2 separate regions of the Rattus norvegicus genome follow, and region 1 is linked to region 2. Evidence: chromatin contacts called from public Hi-C data. All regions are on one chromosome and are shown on one strand. The core of a region is the stretch at or near the end of the contact, and the rest is flanking DNA. Distances in the headings are between cores, read along the strand shown.

Region 1 (6,520 bases), core at 3,122-5,621, 220 kb after region 2:
TTCCATGATTTCTTTTCTAAATTTCCTTTCTTTCTTTTTTATGTGCGTGTGTAGGGGGGTGGTACCCTTAGAATCCAGAAGAGGGATCCTCTAAAACTGGAGTTATAGGCAACTGTGAGCTACTGAAATGTGGGTGCTTGGAACTGAATTCAGGCCCCCGTGCGATAGCATCAAGGCCTCTTAAAGCTCCCAATACCGGGCCAACTCCTATTTATATCATTTCTTAAGAAAGGAGTCCATTTTCCTTGCTCATGACAGATCGGGGTATTAATGATATTAATATCTCATGGTTTACAGTGAGGGTTTAGTAACCGAATGTTTAAGACTTTCAAATAATTGTAAAGTGAAAGATTTTTAAATGTCTGAGTTGCACTCCCAAAGCAGTCGAAGAAAGCAGCCAGCTCATATTGTCCTTGGAAGCCATCAGCACAAGAAATATCTCCAGATAAAGAAGAAATCATTTTGGGGGAAATGGACTGTAGGCTGATAGAGATACTGGAAGATGTGAGAGAGACATGAGCTGAATGGGATCACTATCTCTCTCAAAACAGTTGAAGCTGCTGGATCTGGTGTGAGGATAACTCCCTGCCAAAAGTACAGTTCCTCATCCGGGCCAAGTGATGGGGGACAGGAGTGCGTCTTAAGAGGCAATTGTTCTGAGCTGATGATTCTACTGGGAGATAAGTGATTCTTTTAGTATCTTGCTAGACTGAAGGGTTCATCTCTGAATGAGATGTGAGCTGTGATGTCTAGGCAAAGCGGGAATGCAGCTCCCACGGCTTTCAGGACATGTGCTCTGGATTTCAGAAAAATATGTTGTCTCAAAGTGGCAGAGAATTTCTGTTTAATAAATTTTCTCTGAAATTCTATCAATCCTGGTAAATTCCTTGTTTGCTTGATACGTTGTGATAGTGTCCAATGCTTATAGCAAGTTAATTCTGTCCTGGGGAATATCAGACACTTCATATTAAAAAAAAAAAAAAGAATAGTAAGATTCACCTTCATTTTTGAAAATGTATTTTTACTTATGCTAGGTGTATAAGAGGTTTCTAAGTTAAATTGACATATGAAAACAGCCTTTCAACTTGTTACTAAATACCATAATCTTTAATGTAACCTCAAAGGCCCTAAATGATCAGACATTTATCAGACTTCTGATAGGAACTAAAGGACAGAAAGGTGTCTTCTCCTATCTCGTTCTCTGCTCCAGCCTAAGAGCTAGTGTCATGTGGTGCATCACAGTTATTCATCGAGGTTTGTTGGATGAATGAGTGGGTGAGTAGGTAGGTAGGTGGGTGGGTGGATGAATGGATGAACAAGTGGGTGGATAGATGGGTGGGTAGACAGGTGAATAAATCAATTGATGGATGAATGGATAGGTGGGTGAGTGGATAGATGTGTAGATGGACAGATGGATAAATGGAGGGATGGATGGATGGATGGATGGATGGATGTATGTATGTATGTATAGGTGAGTGAATGGATGAATAGATGGGTAGATAGATGGATGGATGGATAAACAAATAAATGGATGTATGGATAGTTGGGTGGACTGATGGATGGGCAGATAAATGGATGGATAGATGGATAGATAGTTGGGTGGATGGATGGATGGGTGAATGGGTGGGTAGACAGATAAATGGATGGATAGATGTTAGTTCCTTTAACCATTAACCAAGAAGCACTGACATTTCAGAACCCTCACCTGACTATCTAAGGCCCCAATAGAGAATTATTTAAAACAGAAACCAAGACACCAATCTTATTTCAACAGCTATAATAAATAAGTAAGTAAATAACCTCCAAATGAATTTAGCTAAAACAAGCCAATGATCTCTACCCTGAAAAACATCAATGGAGAATAGTGTAGACACCAACAGAATGGAAAGATCTGAAGAACTGAGAGGAGGAACCATACTACCCAAAGCAACCGGTGGAGCCAATAGCATTCTCTTTTTTTTTTTTTGTTTTTTTTGTTTTTTTCCGGAGCTGGGGACCTAACCCAGGGCCTTGCGCTTCCTAGGTAAGCGCTCTACCACTGAGCTAAATCCCCAGCCCCAATAGCATTCTCTTAAAACACTAACGACAGGGCTAGAAAACAATTCTAGAATTTTTAGGAAACCACACACACAAAGCCCAAATAGCACCAAGAAAATATCAGAAATCACACACTACTTAACTTTGACAACAGCAGCAGCAACAACAAAGCTATAGTCACCAAACCAGCATGGTATTTACACACAGAAAAAAAATACAGAAATAAAAACAACAACAGAACCCAGAAAATGCAGAATAATGGAACAGAACAGACAGTCTAGGATTAAGCCGTGTATCTGTAGCCAGTTGGTTTTCAATAAAGATGCTAAGAAGACACACTAGAGAAAGGACAACTTCTATGACAAGCACCTTATCCACTGATCATCTCCCAGATCCCAAAGTTTCTAACTTTGTGGATGGGGAGTTATGAATTCTTTTCCCATAATTGCTTCATGTCTTTTCTGTTGGGTTAAAAAAAAACCTGTCAATGTTTTGCCATTTCTGGTGGTGTGAGCATTAGGTACGCGTAGAGCCCCCACCTTGTGTCGGATAACTGGTAATAAAATAGTACTCAGGTGGTACATTTGACAGCCCAGCTACTCTCCTGGGCTCTCATCCTCTATCTGGAGTTCCCTTTGGTCCCTGTCTTTGAGTTTCTTTTGCATCTTTCATCTGGATTTTAGTGGTATATTTTTGGCTGGTAGAAACAACCAGTTCCCTTCAGAAAGTTGAAGAGTAGATACCCATCCCTCTACCTGTTGCCTTCAAGATCACACACATAGGTGACCACTGGGGACCAGTCAAAGGCTCCTGGCTCCTTCTTCAGCCACTTCTGCAGCTCCCAGAGGTTCTGGTCTGTGTAGTCAGTGACAATGATCTCCGTGAAGGACTCGCAGGCAGAGAGAAGCTGATAGATGGTTGGGCCAGAGCCAATGTCAATCAGGAGTTCTCCCTTTACACCATCTGGTATAGAAGAGGGGCGCGGAATCAGGCATCATAAGGGGACAGGCAGAGCTGAAGTTATACTGTCTTTACTGAGAGTCTGCCATTTTGTTTTTGTTTTTGTTGTTGTTGTTGTTGTTGTTATTGTGTAACAACTGAATTTAAGAACTGGAGAGATAGTCCAGCAATGAGGGCCAGCATTCAGATCCCAGAACCTGCGAACAAGTCAGGATCTCACAAATACCTGTGATCCCATTTCTGAGAGGAGCAGAGAGGAGAGGCTCTGGGGCTTACTGGCTTCCAGTCTAGCCAGCACACAAGCCCACAGACACAGGTGGAGAGAGTGGTGGAATCGGACACCTGATGTCCTCTCCTGGCCCCATGCATGCACCAGCATGGGGCATGTACACATACGCTTACATGGATGCATAAATTAAAAAAATTAATATTTGGGGAGATCTTTACCTCGTGAGTAAACAAATATTCCTTTCAATCAAGAATAGAAGAATTAAACTTCCTTCTTTCTTTTTCTTTTTTTTTTTTTTTTTTTTTTTTTTGGACAAGGCTGAAAAATCACTATGTAGTCCAGGCTGGAGATGATGTGCCAGATTCCGTCTCAGCTCCACACACCAGCCCAATGCTCTCCTGACCCCTCCTCCAGAAGCAGGGCGTCACCCTGTGAAGTTGGCTTTGGAGTCTTAGATCTGCCAATCTTCCTTTCTTGAGTCCTGTGCCCCCGACACCCAGCTCTCTTAGAATCTCTGAACTGTTCTGTGAGGTGAAGTGGCTCCTTCAAGCCACCTAGAAAGTCCCTGTAGCTACAAAGATAGTACTCAGAGCCCCTGGCCTCCACTTTCACAACCATACACAAGACAAAAGACATAAAATAACTTTGTAAAATGTAAAACAGCTTAGCCAACATTGACTTTTATTCTCATTGAATAGGTAAGTGTTGCCAAGAGACTGTCTAACAGCAACGACTAGACACAAGTCCAGTAATCCCCCGAGACACACTGTGACTCTTATTTAGACAGACAAACTTACCCAGGCAGAATATCTTAAAAAGATTTTTCAGCAGATGTCTGAGGATCTCATTTTCTGCACAGTGCCTGGACCCAAAGCTGTAATATTTTTCCAAGTAATCTCGAGGATTAAAATGACTTAGATAAGTGTCCTTGGAGGTGAAGCCAGATTCCATCGTGTCTCAGCTCTGTTGCACCAGCCCGATGCTCTCCTGTCTCCTCCTCCAGAAGCAGGGAGTCACCCTGTGAAGTTGGCTTTTGGAGTCTTAGAGCTGTCAATCTTCCTCCAGCTCGGCCCATGCCTTAGAGACATATGTTTGCTAAATATTAACAGTGAATAGACTGCAGATGTTCAGACTATTCCAGGAAGTGATGAAATTGCTGGAGAAGGGAGCTTAAGAGAAGAGGGGCGTGGCAGGGGGAGGGACATGCATTGCGCACAGCCCTCTTGCCCGGCGGTGAAGGTCGGCTGCAGAACTGCAGACAGGAGAAATGGCCCCACGGTGATTAACTCCTGGAAGACACCCTGGGTTCAGAGAGATGAGTCATCTCCAAACAATCCAGTCATCTTCTTGTTCTTGCAAGGACTCTTCCTGGAGGGGTGGGGAAGAGTCCCACAGAATGGTTTCAGTTTGAACATACAAAAGAGGGAATGTGGGGTAAGGAAAGGAGCTCATGGCTAAGGAATGCTGGCTAGAGAAAAATAATCTCATATGGAGTCTGGAAAGATTGCATGGACAGTGTCTTCCTAGATCCAGTATGGCTGCTGCACTCTTAAACATACTGCAGTTACGGCGATCTGCACAAGGCCAAGCCAGCAAGCAGCCAACTTGCCAGCAGGCAGCACCACTAGGACCCAATGAGTTCTAAAGCTGGGAGGGGTTGTGAACATGGAAGGAGGGTGTGTAAGGAGTGGCAAGGGATCGCCGGGGATGGTTATAATCAGGATGCATGGTAAGAATTACAAAATTGCCAAAGAATAATCAAAAGATACTATAAAATGTCCGAACATCAAATTAATCAATAAAAAACGTGTTTAAGGGCTGGAAACACAACTACTCATTTGGTAGAGTGCTTGCCCATCATGCATTTGGCCTGAGGCTTGATTCCCCAGCACTGCATAAATCTGCTATGGGGCTGCATGTGTGAAGTCCCAGCACTTAGCACTAGGAGTCAGAAGTTCAGGTTCATCCTTGGCCACAGACATAGTGAGTTCAAGGCCAGCCCAATGCATCTCCTACCTCTGCCACTGCTCTGCACACCTCCAAAACTCTCCCGGCAGCTCCCAGTGAATTCAAATTTTGTCGGTTGTTTCAAAGTAAACTCCAAGAAACCTCAATTTCCTTACAGAATTCCTCCTGTTCCATTTCTGGACTCACAATGCCAATTAGAACTCACACTGCCTAGCCAGACCCTTCTGTACCAGTATGCCTTTGCTCCTGGTTTTGTCTGTCAATTGTTTTTCTCACAGCTATCATAGAAGTGATAAACGTAACGACCAGTAGATCAGGGGCTGTGCCTTGAGTCTGTGTTTCCTGCTCTACCTCATGAGTTGCATCACGAAGTGGTTGCTCAAAACAGTGTTTGATTAACCAGTCCGAGCTGTTGCACCAAATGCAAAAGCCCTAAGTTCCAGGCATCCCATGGGTCGTGATTAAGCAAGGGCTCTTTGATTACAAGGCTTAGAAACTCACCCAAAGAATCTCCATTAAGGTTGGGAATAGAAGGTGGCCCACAGGTCACATAGTTACATATACAGGTTACATAGCTACACATACAGGTTACATAGTTAGACCCCATCTCAAGTTTTTTTTTTTTTATAATATAATAGAAACAAATTACAGGAAGTCTAATTGATAGAACAAAAACAAACAAGAACAACAACAGAAAACCAGACAGCTTTGTTATTTTTTCCTTGATTCTGTGTCCTTTTGCCTGTCTTTGTGGGGCTAGAGGTCTCTATTCTGTGCACATCAGTTTCTCTTGATCATCTACTGAATGCGTCTCCATTATGGCCTTTCCAAATGGCCAAGGGGATAAAAAGAGCCAAGTTCCTACATCCATCATCAGGAAGGAGAATAAAATTCTAATATCTCATTTACTCATGAAGAGAGGAATGCCTCCCAGTTTGTCTGATGCACAGATTTTAAATGATAGGAAGATTCTACAACTGGTTTCAGGCCAGTTCATTATAGAAATTAGGTGAATAAGCTCCACAGTGAAAGTATAACAGTCTGAGAACAAGCTCTGAAGGGGTTGGGCAGAGAGAACCAATTCCCTCACTTGGTCCTCTGACCTCTACACATGTGCTGCGGCATGAACACACACACACACACACACACACACACACACACACACACACACACACACAGAGGCATGCATGCACACAAAAGACAGAAGGAAGAAAAGATTAAATTATATTCACACATAATTCTTCAACAGCTATGGTTATAAGTTTAGGAAAAATACAAATACCATGGTGATTTGCAAAAAGGAAATGTTACAAACTAAAAATTACC
Region 2 (6,542 bases), core at 2,959-5,458:
TGGCTAGAACTTCAAGAACTATATTGAATAAGTAGGGAGAGAGTGGACAGCCTTGTCTAGTCCCTGATTTTAGTGGGATTGCTTCAAGTTTCTGTCCATTTAGTTTAATGTTAGCAACTGGTTTGCTGTATATGGCTTTTACTATGTTTAGGTATGGGCCTTGAATTCCTATTCTTTCCAGGACTTTTATCATGAAGGGGTGTTGAATTTTGTCAAATGCTTTCTCAGCATCTAATGAAATGATCATGTGGTTCTGTTCTTTCAGTTTGTTTATATAATGGATCACGTTGATGGTTTTCCGTATATTAAACCATCCCTGCATGCCTGGGATGAAGCCTACTTGATCATGGTGGATGATTGTTTTGATGTGCTCTTGAATTCGGTTTGCCAGAATTTTATTGAGTATTTTTGCGTCGATATTCATAAGGGAAATTGGTCTGAAGTTCTCTTTCTTTGTTGTGTCTTTGTGTGGTTTAGGTATAAGAGTAATTGTAGCTTCGTAGAAGGAATTCGGTAGTGCTCCATCTGTTTCAATTTTGTGGAATAGTTTGGATAATATTGGTATGAGGTCTTCTATGAAGGTTTGATAGAATTCTGCACTAAACCCATCTGGACCTGGGCTCTTTTTGGTTGGGAGACCTTTAATGACTGCTTCTATTTCCTTAGGAGTTATGGGGTTGTTTAACTGGTTTATCTGTTCCTGATTTAACTTTGATACCTGGTATCTGTCTAGGAAATTGTCCATTTCCTGAAGATTTTCAAATTTTGTTGAATATAGGTTTTTATAGTAAGATCTGATGATTTTTTGAATTTCCTCTGATTCTGTAGTTATGTCTCCCTTTTCATTTCTGATTTTGTTAATTTGGACGCACTCTCTGTGTCCTCTCGTTACTCTGGCTAAGGGTTTATCTATCTTGTTGATTTTCTCAAAGAACCAACTTTTGGTCCTGTTGATTCTTTCTATGGTCCTTTTTGTTTCTACTTGGTTGATTTCAGCTCTGAGTTTGATTATTTCCTGCCTTCTACACCTCCTGGGTGTATTTGCTTCTTTTTGTTCTAGAGCTTTTAGGTGTGCTGTCAAGCTGCTGACATATGCTCTTTCCTGTTTCTTTCTGCAGGCACTCAGCGCTATGAGTTTTCCTCTTAGCACAGCTTTCATTGTGTCCCATAAGTTTGAGTATGTTGTATCTTCATTTTCATTAAATTCTAAAAAGTTTTTAATTTCTTTCTTTATTTCTTCCTTGACCAGGTTATCATTGAGTAGAGCATTGTTCAATTTCCACGTATATGTGGGCATTCTTCCCTTATTGTTATTGAAGACCAGTTTTAGGCCGTGGTGGTCCGATAGCACGCATGAGATTATTTCTATCTTTTTGTACCTGTTGAGGCCCGTTTTTTGACCAATTATATGGTCAATTTTGGAGAAAGTACCATGAGGAGCTGAGAAGAAGGTATATCCTTTTGCTTTAGGATAGAATGTTCTATAAATATCCGTTAAGTCCATTTGGCTCATGACTTCTCTTAGTCTGTCGACATCACTGTTTAATTTCTGTTTCCACGATCTGTCCATTGATGAGAGTGGGGTGTTAAAATCTCCCACTATTATTGTGTGAGGTGCAATGTGTGTTTTGAGCTTTAGTAAGGTTTCTTTTACGTATGTAGGTGCCCTTGTATTTGGGGCATAGATATTTAGGATTGAGAGTTCATCTTGGTGGATTTTTCCTTTGATGAATATGAAGTGTCCTTCCTTATCTTTTTTGATGACTTTTAGTTGGAAATTGATTTTATTTGATATTAGAATGGCTACTCCAGCTTGCTTCTTCTGACCATTTGCTTGGAAAGTTGTTTTCCAGCCTTTCACTCTGAGGTAGTGTCTGTCTTTGTCTCTGAGGTGTGTTTCCTGTAGGCAGCAGAATGCAGGGTCTTCGTTGCGTATCCAGTTTGTTAATCTATGTCTTTTTATTGGGGAGTTGAGGCCATTGATATTGAGAGATATTAAGGAATAGTGATTATTGTTTCCCTTTATATTCATATTTGGATGTGAGGTTATGTTTGTGTGCTTTCATTCTCTTTGTTTTGTTGCCAAGACGATTAGTTTCTTGCTTCTTCTAGGGTATAGCTTGCCTCCTTATGTTGGGCTTTACCATTTATTATCCTTTGTAGTGCTGGATTTGTAGAAAGATATTGTGTAAATTTGGTTTTGTCATGGAATATCTTGGTTTCTCCATCAATGTTAATTGAGAGTTTTGCTGGATACAGTAACCTGGGCTGGCATTTGTGTTCTCTTAGGGTCTGTATGACATCAGTCCAGGATCTTCTGGCCTTCATAGTTTCTGGCGAGAAGTCTGGTGTGATTCTGATAGGTCTCCCTTTATATGTTACTTGACCTTTTTCCCTTACTGCTTTTAATATTCTTTCTTTATTTTGTGCGTTTGGTGTTTTGACAATTATGTGACGGGAGGTGTTTCTTTTCTGGTCCAATCTATTTGGAGTTCTGTAGGCTTCTTGTATGCCTATGGGTATCTCTTTTTTTAAGTTAGGGAAGTTTTCTTCTATGATTTTGTTGAAAATATTTACTGGTCCTTTGAGCTGGGAGTCTTCACTCTCTTCTATACCTATTATCCTTAGGTTTGATCTTCTCATTGAGTCCTGGATTTCCTGTATGTTTTGGACCAGTAGCTTTTTCCGCTTTACATTATCTTTGACAGTTGAGTCAATGATTTCTATGGAATCTTCTGCTCCTGAGATTCTCTCTTCCATCTCTTGTATTCTGTTGGTGAAGCTTGTATCTACAGCTCCTTGTCTCTTCTTTTGGTTTTCTATATCCAGGGTTGTTTCCATGTGTTCTTTCTTGATTGCTTCTATTTCCATTTTTAATTCCTTCATCTGTTTGATTGTGTTTTCCTGGAATTCTTTCAGGGATTTTTGCCATTCCTCTCTGTAGGCTTCTACTTGTTTATTAATGATTTCCTGTGTTTCCCTAAGTGTGTTCATGTCTTTCTTGAAGTCCTCCAGCATCATGATCAAATATGATTTTGAAACTAGATCTTGCTTTTCTGGTGTGTTTGGATATTCCATGTTTGTTTTGGTGGGAGAATTGGGCTCCGATGATGGCATGCAGTCTTGGTTTCTGTTGCTTGGGTTCCTGCGCTTGCCTCTCGCCATCAGATTATCTCTAGTGTTACTTTGTTCTGCTATTTCTGACAGTGGGTAGACTGACCTATAAGCCTGTGTGTCAGGAGTGCTGTAGACCTGTTTTCCTCTCTTTCAGTCAGTTATGGGAACAGTGTGTTCTGCTTTCGGGCGTGTAGTTTTTCCTCTCTACAGGTCTTCAGCTGTTCCTGTGGGCCTGTGTCTTGAGTTCACCAGGCAGCTTTCTTGCAGCAGAAAATTTGGTCTTACCTGTGGTCCTGAGGCTCAGGTTCGCTCGTGGGGTGCTGCCCAGGGGCTCTCTGCAGCGGCAGCAACCAGGCTTTTTTTTTTTTTTTTTTTTTTTTTTTTTCTGACACCAAATGGCATTCACCCAACAGCCTGAAGGTAACTCACGGACATTCAGTGGTTATGCAAAAATTCTATTGAACTGTGACTCTGACAATCAGCATAGACACTCCACGCCAGGCTTGTCCCCAGGTAAAGATTGCAGGTCACAAGGTGGCCAACAGTGTTCACTACAGTTGCAAATGCACACAGCCATCCCATGTGGATTAACCTCTGAACACTGAGGTATACAAACTCCCTCTCCTCATCTTTGTGTCAACTGACGCTTCCAAGGGGGCGAAAAGTCACATCTACACGTAAAGATTCTGCCAGGCCGATTGACTGACTAGAACTCCATTTTTGTTACAAGTTGGAATGTTGCAGATCCAGAGCCAAACCAGCTTGCCCCTTGGTCCATCCCTGTCTGAATTAATGATCTCATTATCAAGTAAAAATTCTCTGGAATGTATTAACTTAGCGGACCACTGACTTCCATCAGCTAACACTGAGAATGCCTTATCAGTTAGCATCTGAAAATGCAAAGGGGCTGTTCCGAGATCTGCTGATACCCTCCTGCTTAGCATTGCTACAGAGGTATTTGAAAGTACTTTGATTTGTTTGATTAAAGACTTTATACAAACATTTCCCACATTGGAACGCTTTATTCAGGACAACCGGACTCTGTCCCTGGGTCACTGACATTTCCTAATTGACTCAAGCATAAACGGTCTCAGGTTCCCTTTAAAGTGAGACGTGTGCTTTGCACTGCTTGTGAGGATCTCACTGGACACCCCACGGTACTCGGTAAGTGCACGAGTTATTATGACCGGTTTATTATAAGTGATGCAGAGGCAAGCAGGTGAATGCAGTCACACGCAGGGAGAGGGACTAGGAGTGGGGGGGGGGTCGCCCACACCTCCCGAGACTCTTCTAGAAATGCTATCTTTCCAGAACACAGGCGCCTTAGCCAACGCATTCGCTCCTGCATTTCACTGTTGGAGAGTATCTATCACTTGCTCTTGGCTGCTCTGAGCCTCTCCGAAATGTGACAGAACGTTGTTAATTTCTAATCGTGTTTCTGGCAGTGTTGAGGCCCCACTCTGGGTCAGTCTCTCAGTGTGACTTAAGTATTTTCTTACGAATAACAGGTAACACTCGTATCTTACCCTTAGGAGCTCCGTGTCTGGAGTCAGGGACAAAGATCAAATGTGTTTCCTACGCAGAGCAGGTGGTTGACAACGCTGAAATCAGGTTCACTGAAAACACTTGAAACATGATTCTCTTAAAGACTGGTGTTTTTCTCTTAAAGAAGGATGTGGGCATGGAAGAACGCACAGACAGAGGCTGTGTAGGAGGGAGAGAGCAAGACATTACAAACTTATTAACCAGCAAAGTTTAAACAAGCAGACAAGAGGATTTTTTTTCTGAAAAATAATAGACGGTTATGGAGAAATAAAACAGTAGTCATGAAATAAATAGAAATGATCAAAAGAAAAGCAAAGGAAAGCGTAAAGCCTGGCCCCTTTCAGTGAGTGGGATGTTTAGGTAGCTTTGTTAGTGGCCAGGGCCAGAAACAGCCCCACACTGAGGAGCTCCCCGAGATTTTCAGGGCCCTCAACCCAGGCCAAACTAGAATTCACAGCTCGAACACTGAAAAGAATCTCAGGACAAAAGGGATAGCGCGAAGCAGGGTTGGAAATGCTATTGGAAAGATTTTTCATATGGGCTTCAGTGTTGAGAGAGAGAGAGACCCATCCAAGTGACAGTGTGTGTTTCCCGGAGGAGAGTTGGGCAAAACGATACCGATACCGACTCAAGTATGGGCACAGGCTCTTCTCCTGAGAGTGTTAGTATTAGCCATAAAGGCCATTTTGGTGGCTCTCAAGTTACATCTCAAGAGGTTGCTAGGAAACCGTCTCTCCACCTGTCTCTATAAGAGAGATACATACGTAAGGTGACTCTGGAGATGTCTTGGATAGAATTAGTCTGGCAAGGCGGTACCAGGAACAAGGAGTTTAGCAGAAGTCCTTTCCCTGCAGACGGGACTTCCGGGGTGAGTCCTAGAAAACTGCAGTTTTAGGCTGCGAACAAGAAAAGGTCTCAAGCAGTTGGTGGTGGCTCTGGGATTTACATTGCTCACTAGAGGTTTCGATCAGGTAAATGTTTAACGTCAGTGCGACAAGTGAGCATTGGCATAAAACAGGGGTGGGTGTCCCTTTGAAACGCGTCTCCGTCTCTATGACAAGATAGTTGACAGACACTTCTTAAGGAGGAAAGGGTCTGTGTCTGCTCATAACTCAGTGGTTTGGATCCATTATAGCAGAGAGAGTGCGGCAGAGAAGAACAGCTCACACTTTGGCAGCCAGGAAAGCACAGAGCGGGGAGAGCCTTCAAGTAAGTTTCCTCTTCAGTGGCTACTTTTGAAAAGCATTGGTTAGGTATTTCACTCAGATGGTTCCTCTGAAGGATTTGCCTGGTGCTTCTCCCTTCATTACGCTGGCTTTGGTAGAATCAGGGAAAGAACACCGGAGAAGTAAAGAGCCATTTTCCTTATGTCGTCATATTGGGAAGCAAAAAGCTGTGACTTAATCCTCTGGTGCTTGTGAGAGGTACCAGGAGCAGCAGCTGGAGACACGGCCCAACATAGGAGGTCTCTTCAGAGACCTTGACTCAGTGACTACAGTGTTCTTGACTGCACTGCAGAAAAGCACTCCAGGGCGAGTCAGTATACGCCAGAGTTGGACTTTCAGGGGCTGGAGAAATGGCTCTGAAGTGGAGACCGTGGCTCTTACAGAGGAACCTTGGTTCGCTTACTGGCACCCCGGACAGGTGGCCCACAACCACCCGGAACTCCAGCTCCATGGGGATCCAAAGCCCTGTCCTCTGAGGGCTCCAGCACATTGTGCACATAACTAAAAATAAAATTAACTCTTTCAGAAGAGTTTGACACTAGACGTCAGCACAATTATTAAGCACATGCACATCGTCACATTCTCCAATCAATCTTGTCAAAAACTAGAGCCACCACGTCAAACTATGCTAGTTGCTAGCATGATTTATTCCAA

Evidence for each region. A called contact is a pair of places that touch in the nucleus more often than the background predicts.
Region 1: a Hi-C map of liver shows a contact between it and region 2, with 4 times the contacts expected there. The contact joins the promoter of Nnmt here to the promoter of Nxpe4 in region 2. A contact is called at or near these places in 2 of 12 Hi-C or Micro-C datasets (both in liver).

Annotation. Positions count from the first base shown.
Region 1 is chr8:57,838,803-57,845,322 of GRCr8, forward strand. Nnmt (nicotinamide N-methyltransferase) reads right to left here and starts at 4,372. Exons shown (of 3, transcript NM_001106819.1): 1 at 4,024-4,372; 2 at 2,793-3,000. The coding sequence starts at 4,177.
Region 2 is chr8:57,614,830-57,621,371 of GRCr8, forward strand. It overlaps Nxpe4 (neurexophilin and PC-esterase domain family member 4), which reads left to right and starts at 4,209. Exons shown (of 7, transcript NM_001025055.1): 1 at 4,209-4,281.